Linked DNA regions of Xenopus laevis: region 1 is linked to region 2. Evidence: chromatin contacts called from public Hi-C data. All regions are on one chromosome and are shown on one strand. The core of a region is the stretch at or near the end of the contact, and the rest is flanking DNA. Distances in the headings are between cores, read along the strand shown.

Region 1 (4,954 bases), core at 11-2,510, 110 kb before region 2:
GCCTCTATGTGGGCTGATTGGGCCTCTGTGTACCTGAAATGCCAGGGCCTATTTTAATTCTCTGTCCGGACCTGGGGGCTAGCATATAGCCAATCACAGCTGGCGTTTCCACCTGGTCGCTATTTTACTGGCTCAGCAGGTAGAAATGGTGCTTGATGCCAATGTTATTAATAAGGCAGAAATAGCAAAATATAGGAAGGCCGGTATATTTTCCCATCATCAGCGCATGAGCACAGTCCTCACCCAATGGGATTTTCCAGCCTGTCCTATAACTATTTGCCCAAGACTAAAGGGCCCATGTCAGTAATTTATATCAGCCCATGTCCAGCTTTATCTACACACTAGTAGTGTAAAGACCTGCTTTCCTTCTGCATTGTCCCCTACCAGCAGATTTGTTCTCTCTCTGGGTTGTGCCCCACTATCAGTGTTCAGTCACCCAGGTTTGTACACTTTCTGGTTGTGCCCAGTGCCATAACTAGATGTTACCGGCCCCACAGCAAAGTAATTTGAGGGGCCCCAAACTCTCCAGAGGTTGTCTTGTTTTACCAGTATATATTAATATTACCCATTAATTAGGGCCTCATGGGGCCCCGTTATATACTTACACCCCCAGTTATAGAGTTACTCACACCCCAGTTATAGACTTACTCACACCCCCAGTTACAGACTAATTCACACCCCCAGTTATAGACTTACTCACACCCCCCCAGTTATAGACTTACACCCCCAGTTATAGACTTACTCACATCCCAGTTATAGACTTACACCCCCAGTTATAGACTTACTCACACCCCCAGTTACAGACTTACTCACACCCCCAGTTATAGACTTACACCCCCAGTTATAGACTTACTGACACCCCAGTTATAGACTTACACCCCCAGTTATAGACTTACTCACACCCCCAGTTACAGACTTACTCACACCCCCAGTTATAGACTCACACCCCCAGTTATAGACTCACACCCCCAGTTATAGACTTACACCGTTACTCACACCCCCAGTTACTGAATTACTCACACCCCCAGTTACAGGCATATTCACACCCCCAGTAGCCCATGTGCAAGGGGAAGCTGCAGCTTTGTATTAACCCTCCCCCTCCTGGCTGTTACACGCTACTGAGCGCTGCTGCTGAGTCTCTGGAGGCGTTTCAGACGCAGTAGCGGCGGCAGCAGACAGAGGGCAGCCCCAGTGAGCGAGTGAGTGCGGGACATGTCTCTCCCCAGGAGGCAGCGGCACAGGAGTCCGGCGAGGAGCAGCTGAGGGGCAAACTTTGCGCTGGAAGGATTTGCATGAGGCGCAGGATGAAGGTGGAGCGCGGTGGCGCCGGACCGTACAGCGTCGCACTGTGACTTGTGCCCAAGCGACTGCACCGGCGGCCGAGGAGGGAGGGGGGTCGCATCAGTTTGGATTGTAGGGGGGTTGTGGGGGGTCCCTGAAGACATGGAGGGAGTGGGGTCAGCCGCGAGCCCCGGGGAGAGTTGCAACAAGGAGTCGGAGCGACAGCTGAGACTGAGACTGTGTGTCCTGAACGAGACCCTCAATACGGAGCGCGATTATGTGGGGACCCTGCGCTTCCTCCAGTCTGTGAGTAACTCTGCACTTTACTGCGGCGAATTCATCCCAACCTGGGTCACGTGCTCCTTGTCCAGGATCTCACTTAGATCTTCTGCTGAACCCCATGTTGTATGTCTGGGGGGGTTTGTGCTGAGCTTTGTATTCTATATCTCTATTCTGCCTGACATCTCTCTGTCTGACACCCTCCTGCAGGGGATTCTGGGAGCTGTAGTCCAGACAGTTGGACTTGTTCTTTTTTTCACACCCCGGTCAAGGCTCACAAAGTGGAACCAGGTTTGGGGAAAAAGCGGTGCTGCCCCTTTAAGTGATATTTACATGCACTGATTAATAGCACATGCTTTCACCATTGTGATATCACTCCAGAACAGCAGCAGCCCTGGGTAATGGGGGTGCAATTCTGTTTCTTTGTTGACTAAATGGAGGATGTTCATTGAAGGATTTGGGGAAGGAACTAGGACTCCGGTGGGGGAGGGGGGATGCATTTGGGAGATTTAAATGATCTGACATCGCGTATGTAAGCGGGGAACGTGTCTGCTGGGTGCCCTATTGTATATACATATACTGCTTGTCACATGCACATCAGGACAATAAGGGAAGAGACACAGGCTCAGATTCGGGGAGATTAGTCGCCCAGAGACAAATCACTTCTTCTTCAGCGACTAATCTCCCCGAACTGCCTTCAGCCGGCTAGAATGTAAATCGCCGGCGGGATGGCACTCAGAGCGATTCGTTTTCCGAAGTCGCCTTACGAGGAAACTTCGGGCGACTTTGGAAAACACAGTCAGATCGCTTTGGCTTTCCGATGTCGCCCGAAGTTTCCTCGTGAGGCGACTTCGGAAAAACTAAGCAGTTTGGGGAGATTAGTCGCCCCAAAGAAGAGATTTGTCGCTGGGCGTCTAATCTCCCTGAATCTGAGCGTGTGTCTCTTCCCTTAGTCGCCTGGCGATAAATCTCCTCTTCTTCATGGCGACTAATCTCCCCGAACTACCTTTTGCCAGCTAGAATCTAAATTGCCGGCGCGGTGGCACTCGGATCGCTTCGTTTTCTAAAGTTGCCCAAAGCTTTCCAAAGTAGCCCGAAGTTTCCTGGTGAGGAAACTTTGCGCGACTTCGGAAAACGAAGCGCACCGATTACCATCCCGCCGGCGATTTACATTCTACCCGGCAGGAGATTAGTCGCCCACGAAGAAGAGGCGATTTATCGCCAAGCGACTAAATCTCCCCGAATTTAAGCGTGTGTCTCTGCCCAATCAGAATCCTCACCCTTCCCTCTCTGCTTTCCCTAATCACAGGCAGTAAAAGTGGTTTAAAGGGCTCAGATAACTGCGGTTAAAGGGATTATTTTATTATCTTCCTGCTTTACTGCTGGCCGTAAAGCTTTTTATAGTGACATGAAGGCAGCAAGTGGTCAGGTTATCACTTCCTCGGGGTGCCAGTCCTCCTCCTCTTATGGCTTCCAGTAAGAATCGTCCACATTCCATGTGAAATAAATCCCTAAACTTTCTGTGACGGATAATAGGGAGTCATCTGAGATGCTGCAGCACCTCTTCCAGCTATGCTACTTAAAGGGGTGGTTCACCTTTAAGTTAACTTTTAGTATGTTATAGAATGGCTAATTCTAAGCAACTTTTCAATTGGCCTTCATTTTTTTTGTTTTAAAATGATTGGCCTTCTTCCCCTGACTCTCCCCAGTTTTCAAATGGGGGTCACTGACCCCCATCTAAAAAACAAATGCTGTGTAAGGCTGCACGTTTATTGCTTTGCTGCTTTTCATTCATCTATATTCCAGTCTCTTATTCAAATCAATGCATGGTTGCTAAGGTAATTTGGACCCTAGCAACCAGTTTACTGAATTTGCAGACTGGAGAGCTGCTGAATAAAAAGCTAAATAACTGAAAAAACCACAAATAATAAAAAATGAAAACCAATCGCAATTTGTCTCAGAATATCACTCTCTACAGCATACTAACAGTTAATTTAAAGGTGAACAACCCCCCCTTTAATGAGCCATTGACAAGTGAAAGTTCTGTCGTTTCTGGGGATTTATAAACCTTCCTGTCCTGGGGGGAGCGGCCCTGGAACCAATTGGAAAACAATGAGCATTTTGTTTGGTGGTCTGGGAGACTCTCACACGACACCCAAGTGCTATTTATTGATAACTCCAATAATGGGCTGCGTTTGAAGTGACACAATAGCCCCGCTTAGCACTTTCCCCCATTTATTTTCCCTTTGCTGCTGATTGAAAGAAAGGGCAATGTGTTCTCCATTAACAAGCACTGCTCCTGCTCTATAATAAGGTTATGGGGGAAGTCTATACCCTATTAAAAGTTGGTTTTATTTTCCATTTGACACAAAAAAAAGTATAAAAGAATTATCTGCTTTGTGCCCAGAGCATTCCTTCTTTGTATATTTGTATTTATACATATGGGAAGGAGGTGCCATATTGTTTCCCTTAGACAGTACAGTATGAGGGTATAGCTTATTGTGTGCCCAGAACATTCCTTCTTTGTATATTTGTATTTATACATATGGGAAGGAGATTCCATATTGATTCCCTTAGACAGTACAGTATGAGGGTATAGCTTATTGTGTGCCCAGAACATTCCTTCTCTGTATATTTGTATTTATACATATGGGAAGGAGATTCCATATTGATTCCCTTAGACAGTACAGTATGAGGGTATAGCTTATTGTGTGCCCAGAACATTCCTTCTCTGTATATTTGTATTTATACATATGGGAAGGAGGTGCCATATTGTTTCCCTTAGACAGTACAGTATGAGGGTATAGCTTATTGTGTGCCCAGAACATTCCTTCTCTGTATATTTGTATTTATACATATGGGAAGGAGGTGCCATATTGTTTCCCTTAGACAGTACAGTATGAGGGTATAGCTTATTGTGTGCCCAGAACATTCCTTCTCTGTATATTTGTATTTATACATATGGGAAGGAGGTGCCATATTGATTCTATTAGACAGTACAGTATGAGGGTATAGCTTATTGTGTGCTCAGAACATTCCTTCTCTGTATATTTGTATTTATACATATGGGAAGGAGGTGCCATATTGATTCTATTAGACAGTACAGTATGAGGGTATAGCTTATTGTGTGCTCAGAACATTCCTTCATGTATATTTATATTTATACGTATAATGCCCCCATTATTACATCAGGAAGGTATAGTTGAAGTTCTTTCTCTGGATATTGTATTTGAGTATAGTAATTTAGATTCGCAGTGTTGGTTTATGAAGCTGAAACATTCTCCATAGACAACAAGGAAACATCGCCTCTTGTGGTTACCTCTCAATGTGGCTTCTCTTAAATATATTAATGGAAATTGGAAAGCAATATGGCAACTCCGGCGTAGGCATACGT
Region 2 (4,900 bases), core at 1,828-4,327:
ACACTCAAAAGTGATCCCTTGAGCACATATGCAACGTACCCTCATTTTGTAGTGTTTTTTTTTAGTGGTTTCTGAGTTTCTATCAGTTTTAGACTGCTAATAAACCAGTGACTCTAAGGAGAGTTCAGTAGGTAGTGTCCCATCGCTGATTTTTTTTTGGGGGCCATTTCCCTAATCTTTGTGAATGCTGATTACCCATTTCCCATGTGATTAGTTTCAGACAAGCATCAGTTTAAGAACGAGCAAGTCCTTTACCGTTTCCGATATGATGACGGCACATACAAAGCAAGGAGTGAACTGGAGGACATCATGTCAAAGGTATGTTATTCCCAGTACTTCCCTAGCAGAGGTAAGTTCTTCAAGAGACACTTCAAATAGGCAACCAACAGATCTTCATAGATATGAGAGAGCCCAGGTCTTAAAGGCCATTATTTGCCTGCTGAATTGTGCTTAGTACAGGGAATACCTATGCTGCCATAGTTTTATGGGATCTCTCTGTACAGACTATGAGCAAACTTAGGGGACTGTTCCTGCTGAATTGTGCTTAGTACAGGGAATACCTATGCTGCCATAGTTTTATGGGATCTCTCTGTACAGACTATGAGCAAACTTAGGGGACTGTTCCTGCTGAATTGTGCTTAGTACAGGGAATACCTATGCTGCCATAGTTTTATGGGATCTCTCTGTACAGACTATGAGCAAACTTAGGGGACTGTTCCTGCTGAATTGTGCTTAGTACAGGGAATACCTATGCTGCCATAGTTTTATGGGATCTCTCTGTACAGACTATGAGCAAACTTAGGGGACTGTTCCTGCTGAATTGTGCTTAGTACAGGGGAATACCTATGCTGCCATAGTTTTATGGGATCTCTCTGTACAGGCTATGAGCAAACTTAGGGGACTGTTCCTGCTGAATTGTGCTTAGTACAGGGAATACCTATGCTGCCATAGTTTTATGGGATCTCTCTGTACAGACTATGAGCAAACTTAGGGGCTGTTCCTGCTGAATTGTGCTTAGTACAGAGGAATACCTATGCTGCCATAGTTTTATGGGATCTCTCTGTACAGACTATGAGCAAACTTAGGGGACTGTTCCTGCTGAATTGTGCTTAGTACAGAGGAATACCTATGCTGCCATAGTTTTATGGGATCTCTCTGTACAGACTATGAGCAAACTTAGGGGACTGTTCCTGCTGAATTGTGCTTATTGCAGGGAAAATATGTATTGTGGTAAGTGTTATGGTATCTCTGTGTACAAGATATGAGCAATTGTAGGAAACTGTTAATAAATAAATAGGCAGAAAAATATTTATAACCTATGTATTTTATAATTCATAAAGGGAAAGCTAAAATAACTGACAAATTTAAAAACACATTTGAGCAGTGATGCAGGTGGGATGATATAAATGATGTCAGTGGTATGATTGTTGCACAGGTTTGTAAAGTCCCAGACACTGCATTTGAAACCCTTCCCTATTGTTCTGCTGACCCCAACGGCCCCCTCCTAAAATGTCAGATATGGGCCCATTAGGCTGATTAGCTCCTGACTAGCAGAAATATTGTCATCCAGATGGGACCTGCTCGTTGGCTCATTGTATCAAAATGACATCCCACTAGGCCACACTGCGAATGTATCTTGTTGGCAATTTAGTGGTTTCTGGCTAACGAGTTGTGAAAGGAATTGCCACCTCCTGGCTCACTACAGAAGAGAAAGCACTTTCTGCATGTAGTGTCAGTCCTATAGTGAGATGAGCAGTTACTGTATATAAAGCCAGGAATTCCATACTGCCAGTCGTGTAGATGATTCTTATAGCTCCTTATTGTATAGGGTTGAGACACACGGGCAGATTGGGGGAGATTTCAGGAGAATCGCCTCTTCTTCTGGGCGACAATCTCCCCGAACTGCCTTCGCGTATCTTCCCGTCCACTTTAATGAAAAGTCGCCTGCGCTAAAGCACACGCGGTGCTTCGTTTTCTGAAGTCGTCCGAAGTTTCTTTGTGAGGCAACTTCGGAAAACGAAGCACCGCGTGTGCTTTAGCACAGACGACTTTTCATTAAGTCGCCTGAAGTTTCCTTCGTGAGGCAACTTCGGGCGACTTCAGAAAACGAAGAGCCGCATGTGCTTTAGCGCAGGAGACTTTTCATTATAGCGGACGGGAAGACATGCGAAGGAAGTTTGGGGAGATTGTCGGCCATTTAGGCGACTAAATCTCCCCGAATCTGCCCGTGTGTTACACTCTGCTTTATTTGCCTTAATCTTTGCATGTGGTTGGCACACTAATTTATTAGCCACATTAACATGATTCCAGATAAAATAACAGATTAACTGGCCAGTACGACTCTGCTCGTTAACGTGATGAATGTGCCGGGTTATTCAGGTCTCTCCTTACCTCCCTTCCCCATTAATGAGAGGGAGCCATGGTATTAATCTGGCCCCCGAGGGAGGGGGAGGGGAAATTTAGGGAAAGGCCCATTCATAGAAACACATGGGAAAGGAAAATGAGATTCATATCTTTTTGTTTCCTGCAAAAGCCCAATGTTCATTGTCCCCGCTTTCTATTGGGTTAAACCACTTCTTTATTGTGATGGGTGATAACATAGGCGTAATAAAAATAATTAGCAATTCTTAAAGCAAAAGACTATCCGCCTGTTCGTAACAGCTCCAGAGGATTCAAATATGGACCTTCTGGGAATAGGAAGATTAGCGCTAACCAAATTCATCTTATTGACCACTAAATATTCAGCAAGAATAATAGGTAATATACAGAGTGCATTTTTATTTACATGGGTTACAATTAAGGGTATGGGAACCCCAAGAGCTGCAACATTGGCCACTTAGGGTCAGGCCACGCAGATTCAGGGAGATTAGTCGCCCCAACGACAAATCGCGTCTTTTTCGGGGTAACAATCTCCCTGAACTGCCTTCCCCCTGCCCTCCGCCGGCTAAAATGAAAATTGCTTATGTCTGTTTATAAGGTGAAAGGAGAGAATATGTTAAATCTGTCTCTTACCCCCGCCATCCATCCCAACCAGGCACATCAGCAGATGTTTGAATTAGATAGAGGCTACATAGAAACCATGGGCTTATCTGCAGTGACATTCTGTGCTTCATTCTGACTCAGTCCTGTGAGGCTAAACACCGCTCCGCAGGTGCCAAGCAACAATTATAGGCAAAGGCTTTATAGGCAGCAATTTTACTATAGGGAACTAAATGAAAAATGCTCCAGAGTATATGCTCTGCTGTTTTTCTAAACACAAAAGAGAAGGTGCCCATGTAATAGCGTGGAATAGCCTCCAGCAAAGGGGAACAGAGCCAGCAAAATGTTAAAAGAAACAACCCCACGTTTGCTGATAACTTGTACAGAGAGTTAACATAAAACTATGGCAGCATAGGTATTCCCCTGTACTAAGCACAATTCAGCAGGAACAGTCCCCTAAGTTTGCTCATAGCCTGTTCAGAAAGATCCCAAAAACTATAGCAGCATAGGTATTCCCCTGTACTAATCACAATTCAGCAGGAACAGTCCCCTAAGTTTGCTCATAGTCTGTATAGAGAAATCCCATAAAACTATGGCAGCATAGGTATCCCCCTGTACTAAGCACAATTCAGCAGGAACAGTCCCCTAAGTTTGCTCATAGTCTGTACAGAGAGATCCCATAAAACTATGGCAGCATAGGTATTCCCCTGTACTAAGCACAATTCAGCAGGAACAGCCCCCTAAGTTTGCTCATAGTCTGTACAGATAGATACCATAAAACTATAGCAGCATAGGCATTCCCCTGTACTAAGCACAAATCAGCAGGAACGGCCCCTTAAGTTTGCTTATAGCCTGTACAGAGAGGTACCATAAAACTATGGCAGCATAGGAATTCCTCTGTACTAAGCACAATTCAGCAGGAACAGTCCCCTAAGTTTGCTCATAGTCTGTACAGAGAGATACCATAAAACTATGGCAGCATAGGTATTCCCCTGTACTAAGCACAATTCAGCAGGAACAGTCCCTAAGTTTGCTCATAGTCTGTACAGAGAGATACCATAAAACTATGACAGCACAGGCATTCCCCTGTACTAAGCACAATTCAGCAGGAACAGCCCCCTAAGTTTGCTCATAGCCTGTACAGAGAGATACCATAAAACTATGGCACCATAGGAATTCCTCTGTACTAAGCACAATTCAGCAGGAACAGTCCCCTAAGTTTGCTCATTGTCTGTACAGAGAGATACCATAAAACTATGGCAGCATAGGTATTCCCCTGTACTAAGCACAATTCAGCAGGAACAGTCCCTAAGTTTGCTCATAGTCTGTACAGAGAGATACCATAAAACTATGACAGCACAGGCATTCCCCTGTACTAAGCACAATTCAGCAGGAACAGCCCCCTACGTTTGCTCATAGTCTGTACAGAGAGATACCATAAAACTATGGCAGCATAGGTATTCCCTGTACTAAGCACAATTCAGCAGGATCAGACTCCTAAGTTTGCTCATAGTCTGTACAGAGAGATCCCATAAAACTATGACAGTATAGGTATTCCCCTGTACTAAGCACAATTCAGTAGGAACAGTCCCCTAAGTTTGCTCATAGTCTGTACAGAGAGATACCATAAAAATATGGCAGCATAGGTATCCCTCTGCTTTTTTAGGTATCCCAGTTCTTTTTCAGGTCCTGCAGCTTCTCATGTGTGTTATTTGCCTGTTTAAAGTGAAGAAGAAAACAAAAATGTCCTTTCTTTCTTGTTTGTGTTTGGTTGCCTTTAATATGGCCTGGATGAAACCTATAAATCTGTTCTCATCCTTACAGGGCGTGAGGCTCTACTGCCGGCTGCACAGCCTTTTTACTCCAGTGGTCAAGTAAGTCTTACAGATCATTTCCAGTAATGACCCCTCTTGGGATTTAT

The links. A called contact is a pair of places that touch in the nucleus more often than the background predicts.
Region 1: a contact with region 2 is called in a Hi-C map of the XL177 cell line, with 2.3 times the contacts expected there. The contact joins the promoter of prex1.L here to the enhancer-like site in region 2. A contact is called at or near these places in 2 of 4 Hi-C or Micro-C datasets (the XL177 cell line and the XTC cell line).

The regions. Positions count from the first base shown.
Region 1 is chr9_10L:10,143,252-10,148,205 of Xenopus_laevis_v10.1, reverse strand. prex1.L (phosphatidylinositol-3,4,5-trisphosphate-dependent Rac exchange factor 1 L homeolog) reads left to right here and starts at 1,260. Exons shown (of 40, transcript NM_001090233.1): 1 at 1,260-1,587. The coding sequence starts at 1,444.
Region 2 is chr9_10L:10,030,833-10,035,732 of Xenopus_laevis_v10.1, reverse strand. It overlaps prex1.L (phosphatidylinositol-3,4,5-trisphosphate-dependent Rac exchange factor 1 L homeolog), which reads left to right. Exons shown (of 40, transcript NM_001090233.1): 12 at 215-318; 13 at 4,804-4,853. Among protein-coding and RNA genes, the nearest start is that of prex1.L, 110 kb to the left of the region's middle. Within about 2 kb of position 3,077, at least 1 of the 7 cell types and tissues checked has an H3K27ac peak or open chromatin away from gene starts, as enhancers often do.